2 separate regions of the Mus musculus genome follow, and region 2 is linked to region 1. Evidence: chromatin contacts called from public Hi-C data. All regions are on one chromosome and are shown on one strand. Each heading gives the region's core, a stretch centred on a gene start, on an enhancer-like site or on the middle of the called end of the contact. The rest is flanking DNA. Distances are from core to core; before and after follow the strand shown.

Region 1 (6,839 bases), core at 1,418-3,917:
CATGCATCTCTTGGAGCTCCATTACACTGACTCTCTGCTACCATCATGGAAACAGTGTTTCTCCCGTTATGGTTGAGATATGAGGTACCTCCTGCCCTGCCCACCCCTGGCCCTGGGATCACAAGAAGAAGGCTTGGTCTTCAACTGGAGGGTCCAACCACTAAGAACTGATAGATTCATAATTTGATGTCACCACTGGAAGGTGGCAGCAATTACTGGAGTCATTTTCTTGGGGATTATATCTTGTCTCTAGCTCCTTGTCCTGCCTCTGCTTCCTGGGTACCTTGAGGTGAACAACTTTGTGACTTCACATTTTTCTGCCATCTTTTACCACACCACAAAAATACCTGAGCCCCAATAAACCCTTACACCTTGACACTGTTTCTCTTTGACATTTGGTTACAATGATAAAATGCTAACTAATGGGTGGTGGGAGGTTACTCAGCCTATGTCTAGCAGCTCTGGGACTTGTGTGCTCAGGACTCCCTGATCCTTGGTGGCTTCTACAGAGTCCTACATTTGTCTGCTACCGGACAGACGGCCTGGAATCCCAAGACCACTTGTGCTATTTAGAACAAGGTGGGAAGAAACTGGGGGAATGGCCAGGTGTGAGGACAGGGAAGGGGCTTGAATTGGGGAGCAGGGGGCCTGGGCCGTTTCTTCCAGCTTGCCTTGCAAATCATGACCAGGACTGGGGCCCAGCCCTTTCTTCTGTTGGCACATGGAGTCCCTGTGGGTCTGTTATTCTAGGTGTTTCTGCTGCTGCCTCTTTGTTCTCTGGTTTCCTTTGTCCGTATCTCTTTGTGTTTCTGCCTTTCATTGCTTGGTGATAACAGGGACATTTTCAGATACTTCCCATGTGCCTGAGTGAGCCTTCCTCTGGTCCTGCAGGTCCTAAGAGACCAAAGCTCACTGCACTATTCTCCCCTTCAGAGAGAAGAGTATTGTTCTCCACAAACCCAAAGTCCAAACCTGGGCTCCTTCCAGACATCACCCCCACCATTTTCACCACTATCACCACCACCACCACCACCACCACCACCTTGCCAAATTGGCCCCCAGGGCAGTTCATTGCCTCCAGCAGAACTCAGGTTAGCCTCCTCTTCTCTCTCTCATCTATCGGAAGCCAATCCTTCTTTTGACTACGCTGCCCATGCTGGCCTCCATGGCTCCAGTGTCTCCCACTCCTGTCCTTAGGAGTGACAGGGAGGTCTTTGTAGGAAATCTTGCCCTTCTAACCCTGCCTGTTTCACTCGCTCACTCGCTGCCTAGTGCTCCCTGTCCCCTGTCTCCTTTCATCTGTGTGTCTCTGCTGAGTCAGTTTGGATGTTAACTGTGTGTGTGCATGCAAGCCCCTGTCCTTTCTAGAGAATGATCTCCGGTAGCTCGAGCTTCTCACGGGACAGTGGAGAGGCTTGAGATCCCACCCATCCCAGCATCCCAGTGGAAGGGCAGAAGCAACCTCCTTAGCAAACAGTAGGAAGGACGCAGGTCCCTGGGGACTCTCCCCTCACTTCCCCCTCCATGGCTGCAGAGACTGGATGTCATGCTACGTGTAGAGAGTGGTCCTGTCCTTGCCATGGGCTTCTTGCATTGTCTATAGGGTGGGGAGTCCACTGTCTCTATTCACACCCCACGCAAGTGCCCCCAAAGGCCTCCCCTGTCCCTCTGGCTCAGTAGCTGTTTGGTGTGGTGGAAATTGCCTAGGCTTTGCTCTCTGATACCCATTAAATCTCGAGTGTGGAAGGGCTGACACCATGATTTCAGGGTCACAAGGTAAAAACAAAGATGGACAGGAGCTGATGACTTCTGAGGAAGGCAGCCATTCTGCCAGCTCTGCTCCGATAACCTCAGAGGTTACCCGTGCCTGGCCAATTTGGATCCAAGTTCTCTCCTTTCCTGCAGCTTCTCCTTCTCAGGTGCCCCAGGTACCTGGAGAAGTGCTCTGTCTGTCCTGTTGCACAGCTACTTTCTGAAGGAAGTCTCATGACCAGCCATCAACCCCTAACCCCACAACCCCACCCTCAATCCCTTTGGGTCCAGACTGTTCATAGGAAAGGGACACGTAAGAATATCTGGAGCTTCCTCTGCATGGAAAGAGTGTCCCTCTTACCTTTACCTACTGTGTCCCTCAGGCTCGGGTGGAGCCCACATGGCTTACAACAGGAACTTGACACATGCTGGCCTCCCTAAGGGACAGTACGGTGGAATAGCCATGCTTTCAGATCAGAGTGCAGTGCTTCCTCTAACCTCCTCTAGTTCATGGACCAGAATCTGGCAGTAACTAATGCTAAGCTCCAGTTTTCTTACCCCAGACCGACCCTGCGTCTCCACTGATACCCTAGCTTTGGGCAGAGCCTGACATATCCAGGGCCCGAGTCCAGGCTCCAGGCCCTGGCTCTAGTCTGAACTTGGATCCTCAGTTCAGGTGTTGAGGGCAGCGGACATCACCCTCCCCACTGGACAAGGTTGATGCCGTACCCCATTGCCTAGGCCTCCTTCCCAATAAGCCCTCAGTTCATAGTCCATTTGGGATGACTCCCCCTCCCGGCACGGTGTTCAAAGCCCCTTTCCCACAGCTGGCCTTCCCCTCCTCCGCCTGGTAACTGGTATCTTTTCCTGGCCTGTGTGGGCAGCTTGCTGAGCACAGCTGCAGACAGGCTATATTTAGCCGGCTTTAATGAGCTCAGGGTGGCAGACGTCCGCCTTGGGAGCACTTTTTCTTGCGTGTGTGCGTATGTTTGGGCCTGGCATGCTTCCTTTCTTTGTGCTCCTGTGTGCATTCGCTCCCCCTACCTCCATGGTTGTGTGCACTAGTGTGCACTGGCTAGCATGTGCCATGAGAGCAGATGCAGTTCTCCCTGCACAGCGTCTCTGCTGTGTAGTGGCTGGGTGCAGTTCTGATGCTTGTGGTGCAGAATGGGAGCAAATCATTAGTCTGTTGGCTTGTTTGTTGAAGAATATTTAATGAATACCTTTATTATCCAGGGCTGTGGTAGTCTCTGGGGATAAAACAGAGCAGAGCCAAATGAACACAGTCTATCTCCTAAGGGTTTTACAGTCTGGGAGCTGGAGGAGAGAGTCCTCAAATAACTAAAAAATTACAATTGTGGGTTGAAGAGATGGCTCAGCAGATAATGGTGCTTGCTGCCAAGGCTGACAACCTAAATTTTATCCCTGGAACGTACACTGTAGGAGAGAATCAGTTCCCACAAGTTGTCTTCTGTTCTCCATATGTGTGCCATGGGGCATGAGTGCTGATATTTGTCTGCTTGGACATGTGTGTGTGTGCATGCACTCATGTGAGCACACACACACACATACACACACACACACACAAATTGAAAGCATTTTTGGGCTACAGAGTTGGCTTAGCAGTTAAGAGGACTGGCTTTTCTTCCAGAGGACCCAGGTTCAATTTTCAGAACCCATATGGCAGCTAACAACCATCTCTAACTCTAGTTCCAAGGCATCCAGAACCCTCTTCTGGCCTCCACAGGCACCAGGCATGCAGTAGCACACTGACACACATGCAGGCTGAATACTTACACACATAAAACAAAATTTTTTTAAAAATTAAAAACAATTGTAAGGATTTGTCCCAGGAAAGAGAGCTATGCTGCTTTGTGTGTGTGTGTGTGTGTGAGTGTGAGTGTGTGTGTGTATGTGTGTGTGTCTGTGTGTGTTTGTGTGTATGTGTAAGGATGAGTGGATGGGACATTCCCACCTCAAGGAGGAAGGAACATGGATGTTTCTGTAAGAAATTTGTGTTACATGTGCAGTATAAAAATGTCCAGACCTAGGAAGCAGAGATGCAAGGGCTCCATGGTGAGAGGGGAAGGGGGAATGTTTGCCAACAGAAAGGCAGAAATGGCTGAGTTTGGAAGGAAAGAGGAAACAAGGGTAGAGGTAGGTAGAGTGGAGACTGTGGACAGACTGTGGTTGTCAAAGAAGTGCAAAGTCAAAGGTTGCCCTGGAGGATATGGTGAGCTCACAGCTATAGAATGTAGCCTGGGACTCAGTCAGAGGTCCAGCAGAGGGAAGGCTCCTAAACTACATGGCAGGAGGAGAGCCTTGCAAAGGGACCTGATGCCCAGCTGACCAAAATGGCATCCATAGCTGGAGCTTCATAGCTTCATAGAGTGCATGGCACAGGGGGATCCCTCCTCTTCCCAGTTCTCCTATAGTGTCTCCCATGGCTTAACTTTTACCATGGAGCCTCCGCCTTTCCAGAGACAGGGCCAAGGCTATGTAGTCGGTGGGAGGGGCCAATGGAGACCACTCAGCGCAGACCCCTGACTTGATGCAAGGAACCACACTCTGTTTTCCTGAAAATCAGTGTGACTTTGACCTTGGGTTTCCACTTGGCTGAGCAGATGAAGGACCCCTCTCTGTGAGTGCACAGCCGTCTCCTTCCCTAAGTTTTCTGTCAATGTCCCTGAGGCTCTACATATTACCCCACACAGGTTGGTGTGTGGAACCCTGTGCTGCACACATATAGGCAGGATCCTGTGCTCACACTGGATTGTAGAGTGACCTTTAACCCAATTCCTCGTCTCCCACTTGTCTCCCCCTATAGCTCCCAGTGGATTCCTGGGTCTCAAGGGTAGCTAGGTCTTGTGAGTTCCCCTCCTTCATGGGATTGTGAAGGGTTCAGCCTCTGTCCTCCCCTCAACTGGAGTGGTGAGGTGGGAGCCTTTCATTTTTTTTTTCAACTTGAAAGCATCTCTTGTGTCTTCAAATCCTCTTTTCCTGGTAACAAAGGAAAAACAAGAGCCAGGGAGCTTTGCCACAAACCTAGAGGCAAGGAGTTGGAGCAGGCAGAAAATATAAAGTCAGATCTCAGAAAAGACAAAAAAAAATCACCTTGTTACACGCACTTTGAAAATAGTCTTAGTTTTGATCTGGTTTTTTTGAGTAGGCCGTGCATGAACAAGGTAAAAGTCTCAAAAGGCATGAACGATGACGCACGTACCTCCCTCTTCCCGCTCCATGCCCGGCTCAGCTCACCCAGCTCTTCTTCCCAGACGTGGAGAGGATGACGAGCGTCTCATGTCCCACTCCAGACTCTGCAAACATGAACATATCCATAAATATTCACTTCCATATATATTTTTATATATACCCCACACAGATGGGAGCGCGCCGTGTGCGTTTTCCCCCTTGCCTTCTGTGGATAATATACCACGATTCTCTTCCTGTCTCTGAACATCTACAACACTCAGGTTCATTGATCTTGGCCTTGAGTGTGTGCAAGATCTCTGTGATGCACTTTATTTAGCCTGTCCCCTGTAAGTTGCCTCTCACCATTCAGTATTGTAAACAGCATAGCTGTGGTTGATGGGGTACATGCAGCATGTCCGTCACATGGACTTGGCCTGGCTGGGTCATGGGTGCTTGGTATTTTTAATGGCACTACCAGATGGCCCTCCAGAGAGCTTGTATTGATTTTTACTCTCACAACAAGGAATAAAGAAAACCTGTTTTCCCACAGGGTGTTGATAGTGGCTTAACCGAGAAACACAAGCAAGGGATTATGGGTGATCTCATGGGTAGACTTTAGCGCCTCTTTGTGTGTGAGAGTCATTTCCTGTCCCTAGGCTGGGAGCCACTGAGATTGGAAAGGATGACTGAGGGGGGTTTGGGCTGGATGAGGTGGCTGCATTCCATTGTGAGAGTGTGAACTTCTGGGTAGGCAAGCCCAAGATGACTAAACTGGGACTAGTCAGACCCTATTGTCCCAGCAAGCTCCTGTACCCAATGACAGGGTCTGCCTGCCTTCCCTCACAGCCTGTTTCTTTGTGAGAGGACAGGACCGTGGAGTTGGAGGCATTTGAAAACTGAAGAGATCATTCCTTTCTAGTCACTTCCTCATTTTAGATGGAACGATTCCAGGCCTGACCTGCGGCCTGGGTTCAAATCCTTGTGTGTATCAGTTACCTTTCCTCATTACCGGTACAAATATCTGTCAGGAACTTACAGGAGAAAATGGCTTTGTTGTTGTTGTTGTTGTTTGACTCAGTTTCAGTTAATGTAGTAGAAGGCCTGGCCAGGAAGGCCTTGACCTTAGAGGTTGATATCGGCCACCTACACTCCAGGTCAATAACCTCCCCAAAACAATACCACCAGCTGGAGACAAACACAAGCCAATGGGGGACAGTCTACATTCAAGCCTTCCATTTCCATCTGGAGAAAGGGTCCCTTAACCCTTCTGAGTCTCGGTTGTCTCTGTGAGGCGTTCAGAAAAAACATGAAGATTGTGCTAGACACAAGGTGATGACTGGGCACTCGAGACACAGATGAAAGGACCTGTGTTCATACGGAGGGCTCAGTGGGGACACCAGGTTGGGGTTGTCATACTCTTCTGGCCATCTTACCAGCCTTGGTTCAAGATGGTGGCTTTCTGGCCCTGACATGGGTTTCCTTAGCTGAGTTATCTCTCTAAGATATTCCCATGCTCATTTAGAGTGACCAACAGTATGTTCTTAAGAGGGTCTTTCTGGGTCCCAGACCCTAGTAAGGGGCAAGGTCAAGCTTTTGTCTGTTTCTCTTTAAAGCCACTGGTTTACTAAAGACCTCTACCATTAGCTAAACAAAGTCAGGTGGGTGCAATTTGATCTTGACTTTGAGAAGGCAAATGTTAATGTTAGACACAGGAGGAATCTCAGTTTCTAGATCCTCCTAACCCTGGGTGAAAATTCCATCCCAGCATCCCTACCAAGTGGATATTGCATAACTTGCTTGCATAACCTGGGTGGAGGAGAGTTGCCTGCCTACAGGCCAGCACAGGCCACTGTGAACAACTGTAAACACCGTAGGCACAAGCCTGAGGTACTCAA
Region 2 (6,995 bases), core at 3,116-5,615, 68 kb before region 1:
TTGCGTGGACCAGGCAAGGAGTTTCCCATAGAGCTGGGAGCAGTTCTCTTTTCTCAAGACTGACTCTGCAGGGGTTTTGTTTCTCTGAAGCCCCTCTGCCCCACTTTTTGTGTCTTAATGTGTAAGCAAAATGCCTGTGACTTCCTCACAGCTCACTAACTACTACCATACTCTAAGAAGGACACAGTTTTTCTTGACAGTCATTTTATGCCTGTCCTTTCTATTTCTAGACCAGAACACCCCAGCTGTAAGTGAAGGACCTTTGGCTTCCCACCCAATCAAGATCACCAAGACAGCAACTCAAAAGTGCCCTGCTGTGAACATCTTGTTAGAAAGGCCCTGCAATGCCAAGTGAGTGGCAGGGACACTGCGTGATTTTGCTGGTTGGTGGCATTGGGTGTAGTTAAATTCTGCATTCCTTTAGTTTCTGCATGACTGAAGTTGTTTTGAGCAAGGTCTTGTAAAATCTGTGGTGGGTCAATAAAACAGTGGTTCCGTGGTGGGCATCAAACACTTGCATTGTAAGGAAGCCTCCAGCACTTGGCATCATTTAGCTGGTATATACGAGTTGGCTGACACTTTGTATGAGTTTTATTTCATCTATAGCTCGAGAATCCTTGCAGTTTGGAAGATTATTATGGTGCAAGAGCAGTGGGCAGTGATGGTAGGAGCTGAGTTTTGTTTAGACAAACCATTTGCTTCCGTTTGAATCCCTTCATCCTCTGTGTTCTCAGCTCACTGGATGAAAGTGTAACAACAGAGGAGGGATCGGAGAAAAGGGAGGCTCCCCTGCCCCTCTCCAGAGAAGACCTGCATCAGAGAAAAGGGCAAACTCCCCTCTCAGTCCCACCCAGGATGCGGCACAGCATTGGTGCTTACTGTAGCCGGTTTGAGCAATTCCTACGGATCATAGCTCATGAGGCTATAGGCTCCTTCAACCCATGGCTAATAGCTGAAAGGTCAGTAAAATTTCTGTGCGTCTGTTTACAGGGAAAGGACTAAATTTTACTTGAAGAGGAGCTGGAGAAAGGATCAGCCAAGGCCTTAGTCTTTGCTTTAGGGTCTGAGGCTCCAGTGGCTTGTGGGCTACCTCCTCTGTGAACTGCTCTTTAGATGCAGGAAGCTATGAAAACATCATGCTCTTTGCCACTGGAGGAGTGGAGTGCCCTTCAGTCTCCTTCTCTTGGGCCAACTGTCAGGCTGAGCTCAGGGTGCCCTAAAACACTGTAGACTCAGGGACTAAAAACAACAAGACTGTATTTTTCACAGTCTAGAGGCTGGGAACTATCTAAGATGGGAGTGTCTGGTGAGTGTCCCCTTCCTGGCTGGCTGACAGCTGTCTTCTTGCTCTGTCCTCTAGTGACAGAGGTCCCCTCTCTCCTCCTCTTGAGGCACCATTCCCATGATGAAGAGTCCACCCTTGTGACCTCATTTGAACTTCATTTCCTTCTAGGCTCAGGCCATCACATTGGGAGTTAGGGCTTCAGTGAATGAATACAGATATTTAAGTTGGGGCTAATTTGTTGATGCTGATGGTGAGGATTGTACTCTATCAGAGAGCACACGGTTTGCTGGGCAGGAAACAGCCATATGAATCCTCGAGACTGAGACCCACTGGCAAGCTCTGACTGCACTGCTCTTATTCATTCCCTGCACCCCGGGCCCCTGCTCTGAGTTCCACTTTAGTACAAAGTGCAAGGCGCTTTTCATCAGTGAGCAAAGTAGGAGATTGCTTATATTTTTTTCTTAAGTTTTAAATATGCCTCTTGTTTTATATATTTCTGAGCTTTCACTATCCTACACTGTTTCTTCTTAAGTTATTGGAGGCCATGTGCTTGCCAGGCAAGACGTACACTAAGAATGAAAACTTAGGACTTCAGGGAACCTAGATTCCAACGTGGGATATTCAGAAAAATGGCAAAAAACATTTCCCGGGACATTACCAGTGAGCATAGGTAGTAGCCAGTCCAGACAGAAAGGGGAAGACAGGGGGCTTTAGGAGCCATGTTGCTTTGAGGCAGGGTGAAGAAAGGAAACCCCTGGCCTGCCACCTGCTGTGCGAATGAATGAGCCGTGCCCTTGTGTTTCCCTCAAAGTTGGGTGGAGAAGCAGTGGTGGGGGATATATAGAGAGTGAAGGGAACACAGGACGAGATGGTCACTTCTGCCTCCAGAAATGACACGTGTGGTGATTTAGACCTCTTTTCCCCTGAGGGCAGCTGTTAATAGAAAAGCTGGATTAAAAATAAAATGCATACATTTGAAGGTATCAAGATACTAACTAGGTAATGAAGAACAAGTAGGTCAGGACCCTGGAGAAGAGAGCACAGCCCACGGTGTGGTGCTGAATGGTTCACTCTGGAGGAGAGCACTGCCACAGCCTCCTGAGACCAGAAGACAGAGGCTGGAGCCCACAGTTAATAGCTGAAACTGAAGTTTCTTCACTTTGTTGGTTATGGTGCTGGTATTGAACCTAGGACCTTGTATACTCTGGGCCAACCCTCTGCTGCTGAGCTACATCCCCAAGCCTTGTATCACTTCCAGTTGAAACCTTGAAAGGTTGCATTCTCTGGAAGGTCAGGTGATCTGGGTATAAATGGGTCTTCGTAGGGACCCCACTGAATATCACATCTTCTCAGTTGCTGAGGTGACTCTAGACACTGTTGTTCCCTAGGCCCCATATGTAAACAAACATATCTTCTCTGGAGGAAATCATATCATAGGAGGCTTTGTTTACTTCTGTAATGTTCATAAACAATGTCTATTTTATAGTGAAAATAGCCAGGCAACAGAGAAGCAATCAACAGACAGCACATCCACAGCAGCTCCAAATAGTGAAACTTTATAGACTCAAGGAGCTGCCTGCTGGGTAGAAATAGGAGACTCAACCTAGAATTCTGCCAGAGGCCTGGGAGCTCGCCAGAATCCAAACATACATCCATGGGGGTAGTGGGTGGGGGAGGCAGGGAACCATAGTTTCTGAAATGAGGAATGTATTAGATAGGCACAATAGCAAGTTGGACACAATAGAAGGGAAACCTGGAAGCTTGGAATGTGGAACAGCGTGTGTGTGTGTTTGTGTGTGTGTGTGTGTGTGTGGGTGGGTGATGTGTGTGTGTGTGTGGGTGTGTTGGGTGATGTGTGTGGGGGTGTGGGGGTGTGGGTGATGTGTGTGTGTGAGGGTGTGTGTAAAGGCATAATTAAAGATGAACAGTGAACTGGGCAACTAGGCAATCATGTGAGGTTCTGCCTTGGGAAAGGAGAGTAAGAGAAGGATTCTGAAACAGTGTCCAGAGCGACAGAGCTGTCATCTCCATAGTAACAAAGGCCACGAAGACAGAAGAAGCTCTAAAAACCCCAAGTGAGTCTGAAAATATCGCCATATGATTTATGTATTAGTTATAGGTGGAAAATAGTAATTTATAAGGGAAGAAGCCTGGCAGACATAACCATATCTGAGTAGCGAAACTCAGCAGTCACCAGTGAAGGGACAAGCTCTGAGGGGATACAGCATCCCCCTTCTGCATCTGTTCCAGAACTATGCAGCTGACAGTGATTATAAGAGAATACTAAACAACCCAGGATATGAGGACAATGAGGGGAAAAAGCTTTACTCTCCAAAAAAATGTTCTGGTCTGAAAGAGAGACTGAGGAACGTATTTTAAAGGAAAGAAATCTTAAGAGACATGACAACTAAATAGCCTGGATTGGATCCTGGATTCTAAAAAGTTTTAAGGGCCTTATTTGGATGGATGTCAAGGTTTGAATAAAGTCTGTATGTAAGATTAGATAATGGTTTACGGTAATGTTACTACAGTTGTCTACACAGTGTCTTTTCTAGGACACACTGAAGTTCTTGAGGGATTCCAGGTTTTCAACATAGTTTCTAACAGTTCAAATAAAAAAGGATGTGTATTGTGTATACATGCATATGTTTATGTCAAGGTTTCTGGGATATGGAGGACCTTGCCCTTTCCTACAGAGAAAGCACGCATCTCCTCTGAGCTGGGCTGGACTGTGGCCAGCTTATTCATTTCCAGTCAGCTCTGATTTCAGCCATCTCAAGGGTGAGGTCCATTCTGCCTGTTTTGGTGATCCTGCAGGGCTTGGGGCTCTAGGTGCTACCATCTTAATATCTGGGAGAGCCAGGCCTCCCCCGCCCCCTCCCTTCTTTTTCTTTTCCAGAAACATCTTGGCTCTTACGGGCTTTTGATCTCCACACAGTTTCTGAGCTGATTGACTAGGTTTTCATGAATACTGAACAGCTCTGTGTTTGGCTGCCCACGCCTTCAGCTGTGTCCTTTGTCTTCCAGCTTTTCAGATGAGCTGGTAGATGAAGCACTGGGGGCCGTGGCTGCAGAACTGCAGGATGTGTGTGAAGACTATGCAGAAGCTGTGTTCACCTCAGAGTTCCTAGAGGCCGCTGCATGAGAGCTGTCCAGGCAGGGCCCTCAGATCACTGCCGGAGAGTCAGCGCCACCCGCTGTCAGCCCGTGGGGGAATCTCTGTCCTCAGCTGCCCACTGAAGGATGCCAGGGAGCTCACCCTCTCCTTGTCTTAGCAGTGCTTCTAGAAGTTATAAAAAGGTGGGTTACATTTGCTAGCGCCTGAGGAGCATGAGACAATTAGAAAGGTACAACATTTCAGAATGTATAATTTTCCTCTGACTCAGTTGGAAATCAAAATGTTTTGAAAGGTAATGGATAAAGATATTTCACATAGGGATTCCAGCCTCTGTTAAACCCATGGGGGTGGAGGGATCAGTGCTAATCCAAGTGCCGTTACTGTCTGGTCCCAGCACCTGGCTCCTGTTGGCAAGTGTGCTCATCACATTGTCACTGGTGGTGTCGCCTTCCTGGGCGGCAAGCTACATGGAATGCAGAGTGGTGGTGCCACTAAGCCTCTGCTCAGTGGCAGTGGAAGTGGGGAGCCCAGCGCACGGGCACACGGAACACACAGGCCCAAGCACACCTTGCTCCGTGGCTCTCACTTTCTAGGGTGTTTCACGTTCTCAGTTTCTCAGAGTCACTTATTGCTGTTTGGACACATGCTAGTATAAAAAGCATTTCTCTGAATATAGAAGAATTTGAAGACAGGCCTTCCCCATGCCAGCTCACTCCCAGAGAGCAGAAGCGTCTGCACCATGGAGCATCCCATCTGGAGGAGGGAATCAAGCCGGTGACTTGAGGACTTTGGGCTCTTCTGAGGACCAACGATGCTGCGTGGCCTTTGAAGGCTCTTAGGTCCCGGTGGCAAGGTCCTCAGGACTCGGGATTGAGAAACAGAAAAGGAATGTGCGTACAAATAGGCAGTCACCCGAAAAGACTTTTCCTGGATCCGTTTGCCTCAGCTATTTGTGGGAGGCTTGGTGAAGGAAGGGTAAGGAACAAAGGGAGAGACACCCAAGGACGAATGTGAGTCTGTTACCACAGACGCCTCGACATGGTCTCCTGGGGTGGTTTCTAAGGTACCTTCCTGTTTAATACTACATAACCTCGGAAAGGACATCAAGGGACTCATAGGTCTTCAGTCTGGAGAGTTAAACATGTACACTTGAACCGGTAGAATCCCTTGTCATTGGTAGTCCTCATTTGTCATTTGCGGTTTTTACTGTGCTGATTAAAAAAAAATAAACTCAGTATTTTAAATTGTGAACATGTCTATTTGAAGTAATTTACATCTCCTTTTTCCCACAGGTAATGTGAAATGGAATTTACAGGAACCACTGGGAAGGGAATACTTTTGTATTTGATATGAACATAGTAGACTATTTGCCACCTCAGAGAAAAAGGAATGCTAATAAAACCTAACATTTATTGAGCACATACTAGAGTATTGTACTAAAAATGTCCCCTGCATAACTTAATGTGGGGTGCACTCTGTGTGAGAGACACCACCACACCCCCATTGATAGATGAGAGCAGGAAGGGAGAATCTGGGCCATCTAGCCTGATGTCATAAGATAGGCCACGGTCATGGAGTCACTCTCCCATGAAGATTACTGTGTCATGTGCTCCTTCCTCTCCCTGTCCCCACTCAGTATCCTAGACACTGCCTCTGGAGCAGAGCCTTTGCTGAGTACGTCCTGCTGTAGCCTGTTCTTACAGGTCTGACCCAGCCTCCTATACCAGGTGACCCTCACTAGCTCAGGTGGGTGAGCCTCATCCCTGCCCCGTGTCCAGGGTCTGCTTCGGAGCCCAGACTTGCAGTCACAGTGAGACAAAAGTGAGCCACAAGAAATAAGAATTTGGAAATGAAGATTAAATCCTCCGACTCTCTTAATGTTCCTGCATACAGCCTTGCAGCCAGAGCACTAGAATGTTTGCTGCGTGAACTAAGGCTGAGCACACGTGAGTCATTCTCTAGTTCCCTTCAGCTTTCTCATGGCCTGTTCCACTTGAGCGTGTTTGTGCTCCGTGAGCTGCCCCAGGCTCGTTGAGGTGCCTGTGTGCTCTTTAGTGCCCCCTTCCACCATAGGCTGACTTTCACTGCCGGCCAGACTACTGTCAGTCACCTGTTTGCTCCTTGTCTCTGTTAGACTGAGGGCAGGGATTCGGCCTAGCACTTGGTTGCTCTGCAGGTACATTTGAATTAGTGTATAGGGGATGAATCACACTCAGTACAGTCTACAAATACGTGCTGACCTGTGTGACCCTGGCAGATGGCCATCAAGGGGTGTGCACATTGGCCCCTGTCCCTGAGGTCCACTGCCATTGGCTTCCAACTCATTGTGGAAAACTTGTCTCCCTCTACTTAGACTGGGGCACAGGGGATGTCCGTCCCGGCTGCTCCTGTTAATTGGATGTGGGCCAGGCCCAGGGCTAGAGAACTGACAGAGGAGTGAGTTGGGGTGGGGAGGATAAGGTGACCTGCTCCCCTTCTCCTTAGTATGATCATCATTCTTGTGCCACCCAGGAGAGTGGGCAAAAGAGGCAGTACTGGGAGGGGACCCAGTGGCCACAGGGTGAGAGGTGGAAGACAGACCACAGAGAAGCA

What was found. A called contact is a pair of places that touch in the nucleus more often than the background predicts.
Region 2: a contact with region 1 is called in a Hi-C map of rod photoreceptor, with 1.7 times the contacts expected there. The contact joins two enhancer-like sites. A contact is called at or near these places in 1 of 15 datasets of contacts at CTCF or cohesin (pro-B cells), 13 of 484 Hi-C or Micro-C datasets (the 63-12 cell line, embryonic fibroblasts, embryonic stem cells and 6 more), 1 of 115 datasets of contacts at active chromatin or transcription factors (epiblast stem cells) and 2 of 9 other capture datasets (adipose tissue and pancreatic islet).

What each region holds. Positions count from the first base shown.
Region 1 is chr11:72,082,734-72,089,572 of GRCm38.p6, reverse strand. All of the region lies in intron 4 of Pitpnm3 (PITPNM family member 3), which reads left to right. Among named protein-coding and RNA genes, the nearest start is that of Gm46286, 35 kb to the right of the region's middle. Within about 2 kb of position 2,667, at least 96 of the 459 cell types and tissues checked have an H3K27ac peak or open chromatin away from gene starts, as enhancers often do. A contact at or near this core is called in rod photoreceptor, where this site is marked.
Region 2 is chr11:72,152,756-72,159,750 of GRCm38.p6, reverse strand. It overlaps 4933427D14Rik (RIKEN cDNA 4933427D14 gene), which reads left to right. Exons shown (of 19, transcript NM_001361564.1): 17 at 231-351; 18 at 735-959; 19 at 4,313-5,822. The coding sequence ends at 4,430. Among named protein-coding and RNA genes, the nearest start is that of Pitpnm3, 20 kb to the right of the region's middle. Within about 2 kb of position 4,365, at least 47 of the 459 cell types and tissues checked have an H3K27ac peak or open chromatin away from gene starts, as enhancers often do. A contact at or near this core is called in rod photoreceptor, where this site is marked.